Regions from separate parts of the Sus scrofa genome. Here region 1 is linked to region 2. Evidence: chromatin contacts called from public HiChIP or PLAC-seq data. All regions are on one chromosome and are shown on one strand. The core of a region is the stretch at or near the end of the contact, and the rest is flanking DNA. Distances in the headings are between cores, read along the strand shown.

The links. HiChIP or PLAC-seq counts read pairs in DNA pulled down with a chosen protein or histone mark.
Region 1: a contact with region 2 is called in an H3K27ac HiChIP or PLAC-seq map of alveolar macrophages. The contact joins the enhancer-like site here to the promoter of SLC10A7 in region 2. A contact is called at or near these places in 5 of 47 Hi-C or Micro-C datasets (embryonic fibroblasts, liver, mesenchymal stem cells and 1 more) and 2 of 2 datasets of contacts at active chromatin or transcription factors (alveolar macrophages and skeletal muscle).

The regions. Positions count from the first base shown.
Region 1 is chr8:82,259,475-82,264,228 of Sscrofa11.1, reverse strand. All of the region lies in intron 5 of SLC10A7 (solute carrier family 10 member 7), which reads right to left. Among named protein-coding and RNA genes, the nearest start is that of SLC10A7, 150 kb to the right of the region's middle. Within about 2 kb of position 3,113, at least 2 of the 83 cell types and tissues checked have an H3K27ac peak or open chromatin away from gene starts, as enhancers often do. A contact at or near this core is called in alveolar macrophages, where this site is marked.
Region 2 is chr8:82,112,137-82,117,124 of Sscrofa11.1, reverse strand. SLC10A7 (solute carrier family 10 member 7) reads right to left here and starts at 2,016. Exons shown (of 12, transcript NM_001137640.1): 1 at 1,722-2,016. The coding sequence starts at 1,821.

The DNA.
Region 1 (4,754 bases), core at 1,864-4,363, 150 kb before region 2:
AGGTCACAGCTCTGGCTCAGGCCAGCAACTTCCATATGCTGCAAGTGCAACCACCAAAAAAAAAAAAAAATAATAATAATAATAATAATCCTCCTAGTGAGTGTATAAACCACTGCTTATTTATTAGCCAAGTTTATTATAGATATGATGTAATTATACAGAATCAAGACTTTGCATTATTCTCCACCCAATATTCTGTGATAAGCTATATCAGAAAAGAATCTGAAAAAGAGCGATGTGTGTATATATATAACTCAATCACTTTGTTGTACAGCAGAAGTTATCACAACATTGTAAAGCAACTGCACTTCAATAAAACTTAAAAAAAGACTTTGCATTATTGAATATATGTGTGTGTGTGTGCGCGCGCGCGTGCATGTGTATACACATATGGCCTCTCCACACAAAGATGTGTTTCTCCTCCTATAGTTTTTTTAGAAATGGTATTTGGTATTGGAGTTTGTGCGTTAGACTGAAAAGATGCTAGGAGGGAATTTAGAAGTGTTTCCAGTTTGGCCATCACTGACTCCCTAGCAATAGCTCATTCACATCCATGGAGTTCATTTTCCAAAACTGTACCTTACATAAAGGCTGGCTTTGGATTTCTAACCTGTCTTTCTGTACCCACCCAACAGCCCCAAATAGAAACCTGGGGGTTGACCTTAACTCCTCTGCCTTTTATCTGCTACCCCCACACACACCAAGGGCTTCTAGTCCACTTCTTAAACAACTTTGCTTCTCACCGTTCCCACCACTGCTTTACTCCAGGCTAGCGTTCTTTCCCTGTTGAATCACTGTACCAACCTCATAATTAATCTCCACACCGCCAGTCTGGCCTGCTCCAGTCACATGTCCCATGTGCAGTCAAGGTGGTCCCTCCATGCTAATAACGACTAAGTTTTCTACAGCGCTTACTCTGTGCTCGGTACTTTATGAGCACAATCTCATTTGATGTTTATAACAACCCCCGGAGGGAGGTACTGCATTCCTCTTTCCATTTATTTATGTATTTACGTATTTATTTATTTTTAATGTTTTATTTCTTTGGGGTTTTTGTTTTGTTTTATTTTGTCTTTTTAGGGCCACACCTGTGGCATAAGGAAGTTCCAGGCTAGGGGTCGAATTGGAGCTGCAGCTGCTGGCCTACACCACAGCCACAGCTACGCCAGATCCGAGCTGTATCTGTGACCTACACCACAGCTCTCGGCAGTGCCAGATCCTTAACCCACTGAGTGAGGCCAGGGATCAAATCTGAGGATTTGTGGGTGCTAGTCAGGTTCATTACTGCTGAGCCACAACGGGAGCGCCTCCTCTTTCCTTTTAAATGGAGTCATTGAAGCTTAAAGAGGAAGAATAGCTTCCTCATGATGACTTAGATAAGAAAGGAGTCTGCAAATCTGACCAGGCTGCTCACCCCACTTGCCCTTAACCTCCTCAAATGAGCCAGTGCTGGGCCTCTGCCTGGAACACATGTTTCTCTACTCTCTGCTCCCCACTTCCCTGATGCCCCATCTTTCAAGCTACAGCACTCCTGAGGTCCCTGAGGGGTAAAGCCTCTATTTACATACTCTCATAGCTCCCTATCTTCTCTCATAGCATTTTTCACAGTTTATTTTGATATCTGTTTAACTGTCTTCTCCACTAGATGCAAAGTCTGTGAGCAGGGGTTGGTCTGTCTTACTTATTACTGGTCCTGTGGCCCCCACACACTGCCTAACTTTTAGTAGGCATTCAACAAATGTTAAAAGAAAAAAAATGTCAGCAAAATATTTTGTGATTGGTGAATTGTTCAGTGAGAAATACAATGGATCACAAAATGGCAAAATAAACCATCAAATAGAAATTACATTCTCTTCTCAAATAGCTCCCAAATAGATCATTGGGGAGGCTGTACACTTGCTGTAAGTTCCTTGAGTAAAGTGTCTGTATCTTACTCGTTTCCACAGTGCTTTCCACACGATGGGATTTATTACAGGACGGTCAAGCAGACTGCTTGTGATGCCTCTCTTTGGTGATTTTCCCCACCCACCACTCAAGACACACTCTAGACTCCCCTCCTTTGAAAATACAGACTAATCTGAATTCTAGCTCCATCTAGTGTATGACCTTAGAAAAAGCTTAAACCCTTATGCACCTCAGTATCTTCATCTGTAAAATGGACGTAATAATGGTACCTAGGTATGGTTGTTAACACAACCGACACCATCTTGGACCCTGACAGTTTCTCCTGTCCTTCTGCTGACCCTACCCAGTAATTCAGCTCTCTGTTGTCAAGGGCTTTTGGGGCATGCATCCAAATTATTTTAGTACCTCATGGTAGCTGACTTTATTTATTATTATTATTATTATTTTTGTCTTTTATCTTTTTAGGGCTGCGCCCGCACGGCTTATAAAGGTTCCCATGCTAGGGGTCTAATCGGAGCTGTAGCTGCCTGCCTATGCCACAGGCAGAGGAACACCAGATTGGAGCTATATCTGCGACCTACAGCACAGCTCACAGCAACGCCGGGTCCTTAAGCCGCTGAGCGAGGCCAGGGATTGAACCCACAACCTCATGAGTCCTAGTTGGATTCGTTTCCGCTGTGCCACGATGGGAACTCCAATGGTAGCTGACTTTACAACTGAGTTCAACATTCAGGTTTAAAGTTTATCTTTACTTAAAGCAAAGGTAACAGAAGTTTTAAATTAAATGATTAGATTAAATCATTAAATTCAACCTGAGAGTCTTAATATACCAACATTTTTTAGAATTATTGATGAATGATGCTTCAAAATTACTACACTTAGCGGTAAAGAAAGAGATGGTGACCAAATTATCAATATCCAAAAGTTCTGCTCAGGCTCCATAAGGTGGGTAGTACTGTTTCTTAAGGTATAGTAATTTTATTCAAATGAAGCAATGTTTTAGGCATTCAAATTCTGGAGTCAGATAGTCTGTTTAAGTCTTGGCTCTGTCTCCTGCTGGCCATGAGGACTTACACAAGGCTTTTTGTTTTTTTATAGTTTGAGATCACGGTAGGTTCACATGCAGTTATAATAAACAGTATAGTGAGATCATGTACTCTTCACCCACTTTTCCCCAATGGTAACCTCTTGCACAACTTTAGTACATTATCACAGCCAGCTCACTGGCGGTGATTACAGGCCATGTGTCTTATACAGATTTCACCAGTTTTACATGTATTTGTGTGTGTGTATAACTGTACACAACTCTATCATGTGTAGATTCGTATGACCATCACCAGTCTAGGCAGAGAACATCTCATTGAACAAGCTATCTAATGTCCCTATGTCCTCTTCAATAAAACTCAGAGAATTCAGTTTTATATCCTTTATCCAAAAATCTTGGGGCCAGATGGGTTTCAAAACTTTTCACATTTATGAAGGGCTGTGTGGAGTATATATACTTAAGAAGCCACTCCAGCAAGCTCTGGGGAAGTATTCTCTAAACAAATACATTATATATCTCTGCAGCAAAATATATTAGTATTCATATTTAATGAGATAAATAAAGACAAAACAACAACAACAACAACAACAACAAAACAGCCTCATGTCATTTCGGGTCAGATATTTCCCTGCCCCAAACTCTTTCTCTTTTGCCCTTGGTTTTCGGAGCTTTTCCATTTCTGGGTGTGGACAAGACCTGTGATTCCTCTTTTGTGGGGCTGCAGTAAGTATTGAATGATAACACATGTGGAGAGTACACAGGCCTCACTGAGCCATATTCAGCTGTCAATGTCCTTTCTGTCATCAACATTATTATAATTTTGACAGACTGGAAAATATAAAGTGTTAAAAGCGATGATTGCTGTATAATGGAATTCTAAGTGAATTTTATCTTGGTATCTATATCTTATAAATTCTTTGTAATGGACATTTTACCACTTTTGGAATAAAAGAGTTTTACACAACTTAAGAAAATATTTATTCTCCTCTCATTTGAAAGGATTTACTTTCTTAAGTATTTCCTTCCAGAGTTTCTTGGTCTTGCCTTTTCTTTTATCACACGGACAACAATTCTTCTGAGTTTCTTGTGCTGAAAATGTTCTTGGGTCATAAATTTATTAGGGTCATAGATACTTTATTCTTTGACTCCATATTCAGAATTATTTCCTCTCTGAGCAATTTTTTTTTTTTTGGCTACGCATACTGAAAACATAGGTTAGCTCATCTACAAGGTATCTCTTCAGTTCTTGAGTTACTGGAATAATTATTTATAGGTCTGCAAGCTGTTTAATATCATAATAGTAAGATACCAAGATGAATACCAATATTCTCACATTAATTCTCCTAACATTTGTGGTCTCTGCCTCCATAAAAGAATATTTTAAAATTATAACTAGGAGTTCCCGTCGTGGCGCAGTGGTTAATGAATCCGACTAGGAACCATGAGGTTGCGGGTTCGATCCCTGCCCTTGCTCAGTGGGTTAACGATCCGGCGTCACCGTGAGCTGTGGTGTAGGTTGCAGACGCGGCTCGGATCCCGCGTTGCTGTGGCTCTGGCGTAGGCCGGTGGCTACAGCTCCGATTCGACCCCTAGCCTGGGAACCTCCATATGCTGCGGGAGCGGCCCAAGAAATAGCAAAAAGACAAAAAGACAAAAAAAAAAAAAAAAAAAAAAAAGCTAAAAACCAAAACCAAAAACAACAAAACAGGACAGAACAAACAAACAACAAGTTCTTTGGCTTTCCTTAGTACCGTCCAGCGCAGTGCTGTCTAAGAGAACTTTCTACAGTGATGGAAAGGTCAGT
Region 2 (4,988 bases), core at 767-3,266:
GCTCTAACTCGAGAATCTATAAAGTTTGCAACGGGAGCTAGTGAAATGTGCGTTCCAGATCACCACAAAAAGTCTCTCTTACATTAATTCTTACTACCTGGTTAGCCACAGGAACAGGGGAACTCATTTGACACAAACTGAATAGCAACATTCACAAGTTTTCCAAAGACTCCCAGAGAAGCCACGTCAAAGAAGAAACTGGTAACTTCAGAGAGGTAAGTAACCATCACAGATCGATTTACTCTCAAGGTTACAAACCCTATACATTTTGGACTAAGTTGATTATAAAAGAAAAGAGCATAAAATGAACAAAAAAAGTTTGAGTCCCCACAATCTTTGTTCAAAATATTCCTTTTATTTATTTATTTATTTATTTATTTATTATTATTATTATCTTGTCTTTTTGCCTTTTTTAGGGCCGCTCCTGCAGCATATGGAGGTTCCCAGGCTAGGGGTCCAATCGGAGCTGTAGCTGCCGGCCTTCGCCAGAGCCACAGCAACGCGGGATCCGAGCCACGTCTGAGGCCTACACTCACAGCTCACGCCAGATCCTCAACCCACTGAGCAAGGCCAGGGATCAAACCCGCAACCTCATGGTTCCTAGTCAGATTCGTTAACCACTGCGCCACGACAGGAACTCCCAAAATATTCCTTTTAAATATTCCCTGGATCTCTGTCTAAATGGAGGTATAGAGGGTAGAAGGAACCACTGTTCTCCTGAGAGATCATTTCATTCACTTCCATCTTGTTTGAACAAAAAGGTAGAAGTAACTTCAAATATCCTCCTGAGCAAGTGCATTAAAAAAATGTATGTGTTCGCTTCCGTCCCTGTTGGTCCGTGATATTTGACTAAAGTACAAAACCTGTCAATAAGTGTGAAAACCACCAAACAAGGTCCAAAAGGCAATGAACTGAAGGGATTCAATTAATGTTTATGAAAAGTGGGACTTGATCGTCTAAGGGATAGGGGGTGGGACTGGCCTGAAAGGCTAAGGTTATTTCCAAGTCATTTGCACCAATGCCCATCCACGCATTACAAAGCTCCCACTCTTCAGAGATCTGAGTATGATTTTAGCCTGCCTACATTTCCTTGCCAAAATACACACGCCACTGGTCTAACACAGCCTAAATCTGTGAGACTGCTAAGTGTAGCCACTGAGTCCCGGCAGCGCACGGAAGCAGTGAGTGCAACGTGTCACTAGGCTTGGGAGTTTGTGGAGCGGCAGCAACTGCAGCAAATCATCACTCTCCAACATGTGGGCCACCAAATCTGGGTTGGAGGAAGAAGAGGTGCCCCTTTTTTTCTTCCTCCACTCTTTTTTTAAAGTGGGGGATGGGGGGAGGGAAACGGACGTGGTAATGGTGTCCACCCCAAGATAGATAAGGAATCCCTGGCAACCTAGCGTCCCCTGGGATAGGATGCTACTTTGAAGGCAAGAGGGTAAGTTTCATTCTCACTCCTTGACACGAAGGATACTCACTGATTGTTCGCGGAAAAGGCAACCTGCGTTCAAATCCCCATGGCCCATCCTAGTTATAAAATCCTCTCTGGGGTTGGCAAATGGAAAAATCAGCAAAAGGACCAAAGGACACCCTGGTTGGTCGGTGCCCCTAAGAGAGAGGCAGACACTCCCCCATTCCGGTCTCCCCTTCTTCCCAAGACTCACATATTAGTTCCGAGATGGGAATCGCGGTGGAGCACGAAAAGGTTCAGCACTTACCCCCATTCACCCCTATGGACGGCTCCAGCTTTGCTCCGGCGATGGCCAATACTATTCCAATCATGAACCATTCTTTCCTTATTCTCTCCAGCAGCCTCATGTTTGTTAGGGTGGGTGGGTTTTGTTTATTTGTTTGGCTTTTTTTCTTTTTAAGCTGCGATTGCTTAATCTCCGGGGCGTCTCCACACTTTCCACGGTCCCACCTGACATGCAGTAGAGCAAGTCAAATTGATACTTGTAAATTAAAGACCAGTGGGTTGCTCCGGCGGCTCAGAGGAGGGCTGGGAGTAGTAGTATCCAGTGACAGGAAAGTCTCACTGAGCGCCGCCATCACTACCGTAAGCCTCCTAATAGAGGCGCACAAACCCCCCCCCCCCCCAGCCGCTCTTGGCCGCGGCTTCCAAGTGCAAAAGCTCTGAAGCAGACACTTGAGCCGGGCCGGCCACGCAGGTAGTTGGAGACGAGAAGCTGGCCGCCGGGTAGGGCTGACAGACTCACCACCAATAAGGCCTGCAGAACCGTAGAGATGACGGGGGCGGGGAGCGGCATGAGAAGCCACAGCCACCTAGCTCTATTAAGAGTCCCGCTACAACAAATCTTTAGCACAGCCGCCAGCACCTCTGGAACACATCCACAGAGAGACTCATTTTCTTTGCCATGAGCCTGAGGGAAAGGGTCGCGTGCGCTTAAGGCTGCGGTTTCTCCGTCGGCTGCCGCGGAGGGGGAATGCGGAGGGTTTTTTTCTTAGGCGAGCTTCTTCGAAGAACTACGACGCTCCCCCGACGCCGGCGTTGACGTGTACACCAGGGAAGGGGAGGCGGTTCTCACTCTCCCAGTTCCCGGCCGGAGTAGCTGGAGGTAGTTGCGCTCTCTAAACCCGCGCGGGAAAGCGGCTCCCTTGTGGCGGGGAGCTTTAGCCCCGGAAATGTGTTAAGAATTAGGCACTGAGCCGACGCCCACAACCGCAAGATCTCTGCCGCCCGGGAGGGAGGGCGGGAACCGCCAGGTCCACCGCTCGCGGGTGTGTACTGGGCCCCCGACCTTCTTCGCCGACACCGGCTTAGGAGTGGGGAGGACTGCAGGGGTTCATCCCCCTATCTGGAAGCGGGGACCAGCTCCTTCTTTGGGGATGGCGGGTGAGTGCTCGAGCTCGCTCTCTGCCACCCTGCGAAGCTGGCAATGGGCGGCGTGGCGGTCTGAGCTCGCCTGGATGGAGGCTGCACGCTCTCGCTGGGTCCCTAGAACTTACCCACCCGGACAGCAGGGCCACTGTGCGAAGTGGGTCAGGATCCACAAGGCATAAGTTGTGAGGCCCTGAGTGGAGGGAGGCACATGCCTTCCGTTGTCCCACGTGCTGATTCTGTCCGTCCCCACTTCTCCCTGGAAGCGTTTTCTGGCAACCAGCGATATTGATAAGTTTCATGAATGGACTTCCTACCCATAGGCCCTGCAGGAACTCAGCTCCGTCCATTATGCACCCAAATAAATCAGGGAATTGCTGTGTTACTTAACCAGAACTCTTTGATCTGCTTAGAGCAGAATCAAACTCATTGGAAGTTTTTTGTTGGTTACTTAAAAGAATGCAGTGCGCTGTGAATTCTGCATTTATTTCCCGTGGCTACTGTAACAAATACCTAAAACTAGAGGCTTTAAAATAATTTAAATTTAGGAGTGCCCGCTGTGGAGCAGTGGGTTGGGATCTGGCAATACCAGCAGTGGTATAGACTGAAATTGCAGCTGGAATCTGATCCCTAGCCCAGAAACTTACATATACTAGGGTGCGGCTGGAAAAGGAAAGAATAAAATAAAGTAATGAAAATTTAGTCTCATAGCTCTGGAAGCCAGAAGTCGAAAATTAGGGTTTTGGCATGGCCCTACTTTTTCTGGAGGCTCCAAGGAGAAAATAAATTCTTCCCTGTCTCGCTCTCGCTCTCGCTCTCTCTCTCTCTTTTTTTTTTTTTTTTTTTTTTTTTTTTTTTTTTTGGTTTTTAGGGCTGCACTTGCAGCATATGGAAGTTCCCAGGCTAGGGGTGGAATCAGAGCTGCAGCAGAGGGCCTACATCGCAAGCACAGCAACTCAGGATCCAAGCCATGTCTGCAATCTGCACCACAGCTCATGGCAACTCTGGGTCCTTAACCCACTGAGCAAGACCAGGAGTGGAACCAGCATCCTCATGAATCCTGGTAGGTTCATTACCACTGAGCCCTGACAGGAATTCCCTCTAGGACATTTTTGAGCAAGGAGAAAACATTGTTCTTAGAAAGTCACTCTGGCTGTTGAGTAGAACAGAAATTTTAAAAAAAAATGGAAGAGGCTTTTGGAGTGTTTGAAAGAAAATATCCTGTTGGCCTGCCCTGGAAGGTCAATAGTAAAGGGGAAGAAAAAAAGGCAATCATTTCCATTTGGGTTCCAGAGGCAGACAGCACTTGCTGCAGAAGTGGGTATAGATGAGTTAGGGAAAGAGAAATCAGGATGACTCCTAAGGTGGAGATAAATCCACTATTGGGGTGAATATTGGTATCAGTTTACAAAGATGAAAAAGATAGGGAAGAGCAGATTTAGTGAGGAAAATCAAGACTTATTTTGAGACAGCTTTCAGAGGCCTGTTAGAAATTCAGGTGGAAGGAGTTCCCATTGTGGCTCAGCAGGTTAAGAACCTGACTAGTATCCATGAGGATGCAGGTTCAATCCCAGCCTCACTCAGTGGGTTAAGGATCTGGTGTTGCTGCAAACTGCTGCGTGGTTTGCAGATGTGGCTTGGATCCGGTGATGCTGTGGTCGTGGTGCAGGCTGGCAGCTGTAGCTCCCATTTGACCCCTAGCCTGGGAGCTTCATATGCTGTGGGTAACGCCCTAAAAAGCCTAAAAATTTTAAAATAAAGAATTGTTTTGCCTCTCCTTGGCTTGCGTGATCTTTTCTCTCTGCTCGCACACATCCCTGGTGTCTCTCCCTCTTCTTATTAAGATACTAGTCTGGGAGTTCCCTTGTGGATCAGTGGTTAACGAATCCAACTAGGAACCATGAGGTTGAAGGTTCAATCCCTGGCCTCGCTCAGTGGGTTAAGGATCCAGTGTTACCGTGAGCTGTGGTGTAGGACAGCAGCTCTAGCTCTAGCTCTGATTAGACCCCTCACCTGGGAACCTCCACAGACCTCGGGTGTGGCCCTAAAAAGCAAAAATAAAAGAAGACAAAGAGATGGGAGATGAAAGCAGAGTCTGGAGTGATGGGGTCACTAGAACCAGTCATGACCCCAGAAATGCAGCCTC